Regions from separate parts of the Mus musculus genome. Here regions 1 and 3 are each linked to region 2. Evidence: chromatin contacts called from public HiChIP or PLAC-seq data. All regions are on one chromosome and are shown on one strand. Each heading gives the region's core, a stretch centred on a gene start, on an enhancer-like site or on the middle of the called end of the contact. The rest is flanking DNA. Distances are from core to core; before and after follow the strand shown. Region 1 overlaps Peli1 (pellino 1). Region 2 overlaps Ugp2 (UDP-glucose pyrophosphorylase 2). Region 3 has its middle 58 kb from the start of Vps54.

Region 1 (3,620 bases), core at 976-3,475, 230 kb after region 2:
ACTATGCCACTGTTTGTCTTCTGAAGCAGTCTCAGCACACACTACCATGTCTTTGCTCAAGCCATATTCTAAGTCTGAACAATACTGCTCTAGCTCAAACTAACTGGTGCCTTCTTGTTCCTGACAGCTTAGAGATGAAATTCCTCAGAAAGCTCCATCTTAGTATCCAATGGAGCATGGGTTCCTTCTGCTGTTCTCGTAGCACCTTGCTCTGTATTGATCTGTACATTTAATTGCTTTTAATATCTCCCTCCCTACTTTGTGATTTTCATTCAGAAAAAAATGCCTCAAGTTTGTTCTTTCACTATATGCCCAATGCTTACAAAGCACTTTCTTGATTCAAAGGAAGATAATTGATAGCAATATGGAAGATGCATGAGAAGCATGTGGGTACTAGAATCAGTGACATCAGACAAAAATAATCAGAGCAGGATGCTGATAAGAGTAATAAAAATCGTTTCTAATTTCTGGACATTTACTTCATGTTTGCTCTGTGGTGTGGACTGAACAGCGTATTTTTATCCCTTTCCGTGCCGGTAGAAAGGTGTTGAGAGGTTAAGTAAAGCAAGTCAACTGCCCAGGCAGCAGGACAGAGCTGTTCATCCTGTGAAGAAGGGGTCTGCATTTAGTTTTCCTCGAATCAAAGCTTCTTCCCACAGTTAATATTATCCAGACTGGGGGAAAGACCAAATGAAAGGAACTAGTAGACTGAAAAATGGGGAGTGAGTCCAGAAATGACTTCCAAACATACTTTAGTGGTGATAGAAGAACTGGAAAAAAAGAAACGGGAGCGCCTTTGAGAGCTCCCTTCTCCCACCAAATCAAAACAGCCTTGGAATCACCATCTGCTTTATTAAGTAACATGTGGTGCAGGCTCACTGTGGTACAAGGCACACCTATAATCTCAACATGCGGGACGTTTGAGACAAAAGAAGATGAGTTCAAAGCCAACTTGTGATACTACATAATAAAAACATGTTTCAAAAATCCTAAGTAAACAAATGAGAACTTCAGCTCTACTCAGACGCATTTACCAAGAATGATCTCCTACCTGAGAAGTAATGGTTCCACTAAGTAGATAACAAAGACAACCATGTCAAAAGTCAGTCCACAGAGCTAGAAAGTTTCATGGTTTGTCTACAAGCATTATTCTGAACTTCATTTACATGAGATTTATGTTAGAGAGTCTTTAGAACTTAACATGAATTTAAATCACGTTATTGCGAAGTATTTTAATTTGTTTCTATCCCTTTTGGAATTTGAAGTGTACCTGTAAATTTTCTTCAATCTTTTATTATACTTTTATAAAACATTAAAATGCTATCCCTGAATATGATTCTTAAGTTCACATAATGTCAAGGGTGAATCATCAATGCAAAGAAGAGACAATAGTACAGACTGTCTCTACAGAAGCAAGTCAGTATACGAGGAAGACATCCTATAGGCAAACTATTTGAAGTCATGGAATCTTGAAGCCAGAAGATGACAAATAAATTTCATCTAAAATGCTCACACTATAATAAATGTATCAAGAAAGGAGTCTGCTTGAGCACTGCTGTGCACTTCTATTATGCCAACATAGCACTCAGGAAGTTAAGGCAGGATGATCATAAAACCACCCCAGGAAACACAGAGAAGATTCAGACTCAAAAAGCCAAAAGCCTTCTGAAGCTGGTTTGTGATCAACAATTACTTATAGCTTTCATGAGGGGTTCCACGGAGAAAATAACTACTACAGAGCATGTGACTTTGTAAAGATAAGAAACTAAGGTTAAGGTGGGTTAAATGAAATACAACACAGCCCAAAAATAAATAAACCAATCAGAATTCTTAGGTCCCTCAACTTTAGGGATTGGGATTTTAACCCAGCAATATAATGTCTCTCTTCCCTAATGTATTTACAAAATAAAATGTTCTTTTTAATGTAACATGATAAAAACCAAACTAATTAAAATTTAGAGGGAGGGAACACATACCTTTGGAGGTTTTATTAGACTATTACAGGGTTTGCAATCCTATAATAAAGACAGATCCATGTGAGTACATTCAAAGATTCAGATGAAGCTCACAATCTTTAGAATCTATCACTGTGATCAATGAATCTCTGACTCAAACTGCTTCCTGACAATTTCACTTCACATGGTAAATTTTTCCATATGACAGTTCTTCTTCAGAGTTTAACCATTATGACTCAGGGTACTTTGATGTTATGAAGGAGCTTTCAATATAAGGGGTAGGAGGAGAATGGGGGGGCGTACTGAATCATTAACAGCCTACGTAGTTATGAAACTCTGAAAAAAATCCTTTTTAGAAACCATTTTCAAGGCAGGAGGTAAATTCTTTAAGAGGTAATCTATATACCAGAAAATCAACCTCTTATTTATTCAAAGACACACAACTAAGAAACTTCAGCAGAAACATTTTCTTTTTGAATGTCAGTGATACATTTTTTGATTTTCGGATCACTGAAGTCAGCGTATGCCCTATGCTCAACGGTTTAAGAGCCTCCTCAACATCTGTCATAGCTCTCGGTTAAACTGTGAGAACTAGCTCAGAGACTGAATCATCCTACTTTATGTGAGAATTACAGTAAAGCATATGTAAAGAGGGTTTTGATGGATTCAGTCTACACATAGACAAGGTTGTGGTTCCAATGAAAAACAGCTACTACCTTACAAAGACACATATTGTAACACATTTTATCATGAGTAGTAAACTTAATTAGGCTTACAATTTGGATGTTCTTGTCCTTTTATGGTAAATAGACAGAATGGTAATGAAAACAATCTGAAGAAAATTCACCATGTCAACTATAGCCTGAAATGAGGAAAACTTTCTAGTAGTCACAATTCATTAAATCTGGGATAACCCCACAGGAACTGAAACACTAAGGATAGGATCTGCTAGGAATCAGGGATGCAGCATTAAGGTTTTGAAGAGCCAACCAAGTACCTTCTAATGTTTCCACTTATGTGAAAAATAAAACTGAACTTAATTGAGCCTTCAAAAAAGCAATCCCAGTGATATGCAGAAAACTACAGTAAACGAGCAGGAAAAATCAAGGCCAATCACTTTGTATTTTATTCTTGTGGAAGGAAGGTATACACCTGTCATCACCTCTACAAGACCATTTTCTCCTGTCTTCTGCTTGAATATGGAAAATAGCTCAATGAAATCCAGACATTTCTCCCCTAAGGTCATGTGCAATTATTATAGTGCTAATTAAGTCTCCAATTGTATAATTTTGGAAAAGACTACCAATACCAAGAGTTGAAAATACCCTTTGAAATTCTACTTAGCTATGAATCCTGCTATCAAGCGTTGTTTTAACAACATAGAGTTCTACCTGAATGTAGTATTAATGCCTATTTGTTTCCTACACTAACCTAAAAATATCCCTCAGGTCAAATAGTTGTTTCAAGTCTAACTGACACACGGGGAAAAAACAAACAAAGACAAAGAAGTTAAAAACCCTATCAGGTAAGCAGAAACAGGAAACTGCCATATGTGTATCTTTACTTCTTGGCTCTTTCCTCTTTCAAGATTATTTTATCAGCACAACAATGGCGGACTGGGTGGAAGACCGTATGCAACAACAACAACAGGCACAACTAAAGCTG
Region 2 (3,649 bases), core at 215-2,714:
AAATGTCACAAATATACTGCAATTCTTTTATAAAGCTTTCATTCTTGCTCTAAGATGTAAGATTTCTTACTCTGCTTTGAACAACAGCAAAAACATGGGTCTTTCCTATAAATGTCATCGTTTCTGTGCTTAAAGGACAAATTCAGGACTAGGGCACTCTGCTCACAGACTTAGGGTGCTAGACAGGAGGTAGGGTTGGCTTCCCCAGCTCCAGCCTTCACACTGCTCCCTTCTCAGGGCGTTTCTTAGAACGAGGATGTATAATTTTCCAGTGCAAGGTTTTATAAAATGACACCCTACACTTACGTTTTTGAGGAAGGAGCTGTGCTGTGCATACCTAGAATTGTGACTGCAAGCCTGTGCCGCTTGCCTCTCAAGGGTCATCTTACAACTGAAGACGACAAACACAAGTGCATGTTGCTTTTTGCCTCCCATGTAGGAGAAATAATGTATAATTAATATATATTATTCTCCAGAATTGAAGTAGAATATAATGCACCTGAACTACGTAGACTTGACCAAGTTGATATTTTGATTAAAATTGGAAATAGTTTCTTAAGGTAATTCAAGATTTAGACATTCATACCAGTCAGACCAGTGTTTGTGCACTGTACTTCCACTGTAGTTAAGTAGCCACTGAGCTACAACTCTGCAAGGGAAGCTGCCTGTGTGGACTTGTTGGGACTTTATATTTGAGAGACCAAAAGTTTTAAGGGATCATAGACGTAACCTTGAGATTGATTTGCTTTATCTTGCAAAGCTATGAAGTTGCCATCTCTAATTTAATATTTTCTTTCAGATTCAACCCTATGAAAAGATAAAAGCCAGAGGCTTGCCTGATAACATATCTTCTGTGTTGAACAAGTTGGTGGTAGTGAAACTCAATGGTGGTTTGGGAACCAGCATGGGCTGCAAAGGCCCTAAAAGTCTGATTGGTGTAAGAAATGAGAACACCTTTTTGGATCTAACTGTTCAGCAAATTGAAGTGAGTAGCATGTAACCTTTCACATAAGATACGAAAGTAGATTTAGTGTTTACATTATAAAGTGCTAGTGCTAGTTAACAGATTGCGATTTTGTTTCCGTGTTAGTGTGTGGGGTTGGGACACTGTAAGGACGTATTCTTAAGATGCAGAAGCTCAGCCCTCTGTAAATACTTTGTACTGCAGCCTTCCTGACCCTGCGCTTTTCTGGCTTAATCCGTTTTGAGAGGCTGTAGAGGGTGTTCTCATCCTCGTCTGGTTGGACGGCATGGATGCTAAGAACTGTTCTTGGCTTCCTTCTTTGACAAAGTTATCAATTGTCGACCTCATGGGACAGAGGTCCCATGTCTTTTGCATGTCTTCTTCCTTTGCCTGATGTGGTGCTGACAGCTACCAATCATAATAGCAGCAGTGGCAGCTAACATGTATCCAGCATTTACTGTGTACCAGGTTTTCTAAGTGCCTTCCCCAAAATGACTCATTTGTTCCTCTCAGCAATTCACAAGTACTGCTCTCCCCATTTTATGCATGAGGATGGGCAATAAGCTCTAAGTAATAAAGTAAAACCAAAACTGAAAGCTAAGCGCCATCTTCTCCGACTTATTGCCTTAGCTCTTTTGAGAAACTGAGAAGATTGAAGTGCTACTGCTGAGTTTGAAATGCCTGAGAAGAGGAAACCGTGACTTTGTAACTTTGTATCCTCATCTCCACAGAGCTGGAAGACAAGAGCAGATGCATAGCCAGCACTTGTCTACCTTTAGGCCATAGAGGACTGCTGACTACATGCTCAGCTCCAGTAGGGATTGCCCTGGGCAACTGAATCTGCGCCTCAGCTAAGTTAGCCATGAAATGAAGACAGTGGCTCTCTTTCAAAGGGTCATGGTTTACCGAATGAGTTCATGATAAATTGCTTAGCTACATAGCCATGTAAAATGTATGTATATATATGTAAATATAAATCCAGAGAGCACTAGAGGTCAGGTTTTAAACGTTTTATGATTAACCATTCAAGAGTGGTTTTATGTATTAAGTCAGAGAATGTGAGTCTGGATGACCTGATTGTCGTTCTCCTCTTTAGCATTTGAACAAAACCTATAATACAGATGTTCCTCTCGTTTTAATGAATTCTTTTAACACGGATGAAGATACCAAAAAAATACTCCAGAAGTACAATCACTGTCGTGTGAAAATCTACACCTTCAATCAAAGCAGGTACCAGAAATAAAAATAATTAGCTGGTGGGATTGTGGCTCCACGGAGTTCCATTCTTTGGTGCAAACATGGTTCCTCATTGCAGCCCAAGGTCAAGTCATGCAAGAACTGATGTCCTTAAAGCTAAATACAGGCTTATCAATAGGTGATGGTTATAAACTTTGGTTTTATAATTTCTACTCCTCAGAGAATCTGCTTGAGATCTTATTCTAAGTCCCAAATATTTCAGGACAGTTTATAAAAAGCCTTTGCATGTTAAGGTCTCTGGTTAGGTAGATGACTTCCTGCAAACCACAGTACTGAAAGCCTTTCCTATGGGAGGAAGGTTCTTCACCCTGAATAGATAGCTCTGTGGAAATTAAGTAAGCTTTGGAGAGAAGCATCTACTCTGGGGTGGGTGGGGGGTAGTGAGTAGAAAGGAATTCGGGTGACTTGGGGAACAGGCTTTCTATTTAGGGGTAGACAGCAGCCTACAGAAACTTTTTGGAAATTGTTGGAAATGGTATATCTAAAGTTGGATCATTAGTTTGTTGGTATTTTAAAATTTGCCCCCACTCCAGCATCATAGTGTTTGTTGCCTGACTCCTAGAAGGCTGTCTGTGTGCGTATGAGCTCTTTCCTGCTTCCCTTTACTTTGTCAACTCTCACCCATGCACAGACATGCATGCAAAATGGAGGGAAGCATCCCAAATGCATCTAAGAGTGGGCAGGTCTCCTCAGGTAGAGTCTCAGGCACAAGAAACATCCCACACCAGAGAGGTTTAAAAACCGTTGACTTACCGAGTCTTTCCTCCTAGAGAGCTGTAAAAAACAATGTTAAAATATGAAGTGTATTCTCTTCTGCATGGCCACAGGAACCTTCTCCTGAATGACTATCTAGAAGACAGGTTGTTGTGTTTAATAATAATGACAGTTTTTGAAATAGAGGGATGTTTTATTTAATATCTAATCTCTATGGACAACCTCTGAAACAGAGGGATGACTTATTTAATATTTTAAAAATATTTTGTTTTCTTGTTAGTTATGTGTATCTGTGTATTATCTATGTGTAGGTATGTGCACATTAGTGCAGGAGCCCAAGGAAGCTAGGGGAGGGTGTCAAACGCCCTGAAACTGGGTTTACAGAGCTTGTGAGCCATTTGATGTGGATACTGGACACTGAACATGCTCCTAACCACTGATCTGTCTCTCCAGCCCTTATTTAATTTTAGTGTATTGTTTTACTTGAAGGATTAGGGTATGCTACAGAACCAGTGTAATAACATTCTTGTTTTGTTTTTACAGGTACCCGAGGATCAATAAGGAATCTCTACTTCCTATAGCAAAGGATGTGTCTTATTCAGGGGAAAATACTGAAGCTTGGTACCCTCCAGGGCATGGAGATATCTATGCTAGTTTCTACAATTCTGGCTTGCTCGATACCTTTATAGAAGAAGGCAAAGAGTATATTTTTGT
Region 3 (3,876 bases), core at 841-3,340, 150 kb after region 2:
TTGAAGAAGTTATCAAGAGTTGTCCGTCCCAGTTCCCTGAGCTGGAAGTGATTATTCTAAGGTTGCTTTTCTGGGTAATTTAGAAATGGTCATAATTGGAACAGGGAGGAACTATCTAAAATTAATTGTGTAGCCATAATCTCATTTGGTAGAAATCTTTACAATAGTTACTAAGTTGACGTCATAATTTCTTATTTTGGTACAGAATTTATTTTCATTGGTATAAATTTCTTCTATTGAGACAAAAAATTTAAAAGTGCAAGGCTTGGACCCAGTCCCTCTATAACTGTTATTACAAACTGATCTGAGATATTTAAGCCTGTGAGTTAAGAGCCAGATAGCAAATTCATGGCTCTGAGTTTATTGTTAGGGTGTTTTCAGATATTTTAATTATATATATGGGGAGTGGATGGACGGATGGGAATGTGAGCAAAACCTGCAGCAAGGGAACCTGGATCAGTCACTGCATGGGGCTAGCCAAGGAAGCAGCAGGGTTGCTGGGGCAGAGAGTAGCTGAGTATAGTGCAGGGTGGTGACATTCTTTAATACTTTTCACAACATTTCTACTGTGGGGCTTTGGTACTGAAAGTCAGGTGGTAGGTATGTGACACTTTTATCAGCTGAACCACCTTACTGCCTCTGTTTACTATTTTATATTCATATTCATGCTTTAAATTTTTGCTTTGTGCTTCATTCCTGGCAGTAGCAATTTTGCTATATAAAAGCATTGTTTTTCCGACTCAATGTGCCCTAAAATTACCTGGAGTGTTTGCTTCAGCCAGTCTGAGACAAAGCCCCTGATTCTATAGGGAACTCCCAGTGAAGCTGGAGACTTTCCTGGAGACAGCTGAGGAGCTGCCTCCTGTAGCGCGTATGGTCTTCCTCTCTAGCCCACCCTTACCTTGGAAGGGAGCTACTTCTGCTCTTCAGCCTAAAACTGAAAAGTCAAACTTTGGGTGGTTAACTGATCTCCTTACATACTCTGCCTTTAAATCAGAAAAATTAAACAGAAGTCAAGTGTAGACTTTAAAGACAACCAGACACATGACCCACATTTTCCATAGTGACCCAGACTTTTCGTGACCTTTCATTTCAACAACCTTCCCACAACTTGAGCTCTTGTTAATTAGCAAGATTTAAAAATAATGTTATCACTGGAAAGTTGTGTTATCTTTTGATCTTGCACATTAGTAAAATCCCCTTAGAAAGCTTTTTGTAGTGATCTGTATCAAGAGATACTCAGCTTGCTTATACCAGAATTGTTTTAATATTTAACCTATAGCGTCACTCTTGATAATTGATTATAAATAACTTGTTTTGTTTAATAGATATTTGTTGAAAGCAACCATGGGCTTTTCACTATAATAGATAATAAATTACTGAAGGAGAAAGGTGCTTGCTACAAAGATATCCATTCACTCTTAACTCAAGGGAACAGCAACAAACTCAATCTTTAGCAGCAGGGTAAGTTTGGACATAATAAAAACTTGAGACATTAAAATGCCAAGTAGATTGTGACACTATAAAGAAATATAGTGAAAAATCACAGAGGCAAGAAATGAAAAAAGGACAGAATTCTAGGTGTTCAGTGTGATTATGTAATGTTTTGATAAATAAAATATTGATGGCTACACATGGTAGTGCATGTCTGCAATCCCAATGCCAAGGGGGTGGGAGGTGGAGGCAGGATTGCAAGTTTGAGGTCAGCCTGAACTGTACAACCAGACTCTTTCTCAAAAACAAACAGCTAAAATGCAAATACACACACACACACACACACACACACACACACACACTATACTGTAGAGAAAGAAATCACACACACACACACACACACACACACACACACACACACACACTGTAATATAAGGCCAACCCCCTCACCACACACAAGGTACTGTAGAGATAGAAAGCCCACACACACTCACACATGAATGATGTCCTATGGTGCCAGATCCTTTAAGGGTTCATTTTTCTTCTTAGCTATTGATGCAACTCATGACAGCTTTCCTTACACCCCCAGACCTCCTTGTCCTTGCTGCCTGTGTGGCTAGCTTTACTTCCTGTCTCTGCACCTGCAAGTGGTAGACAGTGGGCAGCAATGTACAGCTGTTTTCAGAGATGAGACTAACACGGTTTTCCCCAGAGGCTACCATATGCTATACATTTGCCTCAAAAGCTATGTTGTTGCCTCAAACTCAGAAAGATGAAAACCAGACAGTAGGGCATTAAAAAAAAAGTTTTTCTTTTGTTTTTAAAATTTTAATAATTTAATTACATCATTTCCCCCTTATATCCGTGTGTGTGTGTCTAATCTCCTTTTTGTTTGGCTTTTGCTTTTGTTTTTTATTTGTTTTATTTTGAGACAGGGTCTCACTATGTTGCCCTGGTTGTCCCGAAACTTGCTGTGTAGATCAGGCTGGTCTTGAACTCACAGCAATCCAACTGCCTCCGCCTCCCAAGTGCTGAGATTAAATGCATGTGCCACATGCTGAGCTACATATTCCTAAATATAGCCTGCTTAATCTGCATGTTACTTGCACGTATGTTTCAGGGCTGATCATTTGTATTCAGAAGACTACTTCTTCCACTCTGAGGCTTTCTTTTCAAAGCTATTTTTGTTCTGAAGTTATTTGTATTTCCTCCTACTTTTGCTTTAATTGTATTTTTTTTTTGAAGTTTGGTATTCATTTATAAACACAAGTTCACTCATACTTATGTCTACCCAACACTGAAATCACTAACTAGGTCCTCAGTCTGTCACATTCCTAGAATTGCTGTTAAGAGTGAAGAGACAACCGGGCGTGGTGGCGCTCGCCTTTAATCCCAGCACTCGGGAGGCAGAGGCAGGCGGATTTCTGAGTTGGAGGCCAGCCTGGTCTACAAAGTGAGTTCCAGGACAGCCAGGGCTACACAGAGAAACCCTGTCTCGAAAAAAAAAAAAAAAAAAACAGAAAAAAAAAAAAAAAAGAGTGAAGCGGCTGGGGTGGCAAACGGCCTGAAGGCCAAGGTGAAACATTCTTGTTCTTTATACTTGTTGTGTGGCAGAGGCCACAGTACTGACCCAGGATGGAGGTAGAGAGTGGAGGAGAAGAGACAGGATTCTGGAAATGAGGCTACTGGGCGTCATCACCTTATTCTTGTCTTTGTGTGAGCAAGACCTTTCTCTATCTTCCAAGAATTTTTTTTTTAATGCCTTGCTGCCTGGTTTTATTCTTTCTGGGTTTGGGGTAACAGAATGGATGGTACTTTTGTCAAATACCCGCACAGTATCTGGCAGCCTCTGGAGGAAACCTGGTAAGTTTTTTCTCTGAAAATAGCTACATCTGTGAAGTATCTGACCGGAAGCAGAGTAGCAAGGAAAAAAAAAAAAAGCCACTGCAATGTATATATGCTACAGCTGTCAGCTAAAGAACGAACCATCAGATAGCCAATGAAAGGAGGCGAGAGATTCATACTCCATTTTCAGAAGGAAGATGGACAAGTTAGCAATCTGGGACAGATGAGGAGATCCTCCCAACAGATGAGACACACAGTGGTCTGCTGCAAACACTGTAGGTGTAGTGTACACACGGCTTGTTTCCGTGATGACGAGAAACTCCCAGAGAGGAACCTATTCCCCTTGAGTTCCTTTTAGAAAACCTGTCCTTGGGCAGATAAGGAAGCTCAGAAAGAGCCATTCCCTGAATCTGCTGACTTTCAGATTTTATCTTAAGATCATCAACACACCCAAGCAGCAAATTTGAGGGTGTCATGTCCCTAATTCCTTCACTTTGGTTTTTCTCAGCCATGCAAACTTGCTTCTTTTGGACATACTAACCGCACCAAGCAGGTAGGCTACAAATAAACAAAAAAAAAGTATTTATTTGACAAAAT

The links. HiChIP or PLAC-seq counts read pairs in DNA pulled down with a chosen protein or histone mark.
Region 1: a contact with region 2 is called in a BATF HiChIP or PLAC-seq map of CD8 T cells, with 5 read pairs. The contact joins two enhancer-like sites. A contact is called at or near these places in 3 of 39 promoter capture datasets (the HPC-7 cell line, cranial neural crest and maxillary cranial neural crest), 1 of 484 Hi-C or Micro-C datasets (CD8 T cells), 2 of 115 datasets of contacts at active chromatin or transcription factors (CD8 T cells and effector CD8 T cells) and 1 of 9 other capture datasets (pancreatic islet).
Region 3: a BATF HiChIP or PLAC-seq map of CD8 T cells shows a contact between it and region 2, with 8 read pairs. The contact joins two enhancer-like sites. A contact is called at or near these places in 3 of 115 datasets of contacts at active chromatin or transcription factors (CD8 T cells, effector CD8 T cells and embryonic stem cells) and 2 of 9 other capture datasets (adipose tissue and liver).

What each region holds. Positions count from the first base shown.
Region 1 is chr11:21,101,391-21,105,010 of GRCm38.p6, reverse strand. All of the region lies in intron 1 of Peli1 (pellino 1), which reads right to left. Among named protein-coding and RNA genes, the nearest start is that of Peli1, 12 kb to the right of the region's middle. Within about 2 kb of position 2,225, at least 15 of the 459 cell types and tissues checked have an H3K27ac peak or open chromatin away from gene starts, as enhancers often do. A contact at or near this core is called in CD8 T cells, where this site is marked.
Region 2 is chr11:21,330,961-21,334,609 of GRCm38.p6, reverse strand. It overlaps Ugp2 (UDP-glucose pyrophosphorylase 2), which reads left to right. Exons shown (of 10, transcript NM_139297.6): 4 at 800-985; 5 at 2,061-2,194; 6 at 3,479-3,649. Among named protein-coding and RNA genes, the nearest start is that of Mir1933, 12 kb to the left of the region's middle. Within about 2 kb of position 1,464, at least 16 of the 459 cell types and tissues checked have an H3K27ac peak or open chromatin away from gene starts, as enhancers often do. A contact at or near this core is called in CD8 T cells, where this site is marked.
Region 3 is chr11:21,179,010-21,182,885 of GRCm38.p6, reverse strand. No RefSeq gene overlaps it. Among named protein-coding and RNA genes, the nearest start is that of Vps54, 58 kb to the left of the region's middle. Within about 2 kb of position 2,090, at least 71 of the 459 cell types and tissues checked have an H3K27ac peak or open chromatin away from gene starts, as enhancers often do. A contact at or near this core is called in CD8 T cells, where this site is marked.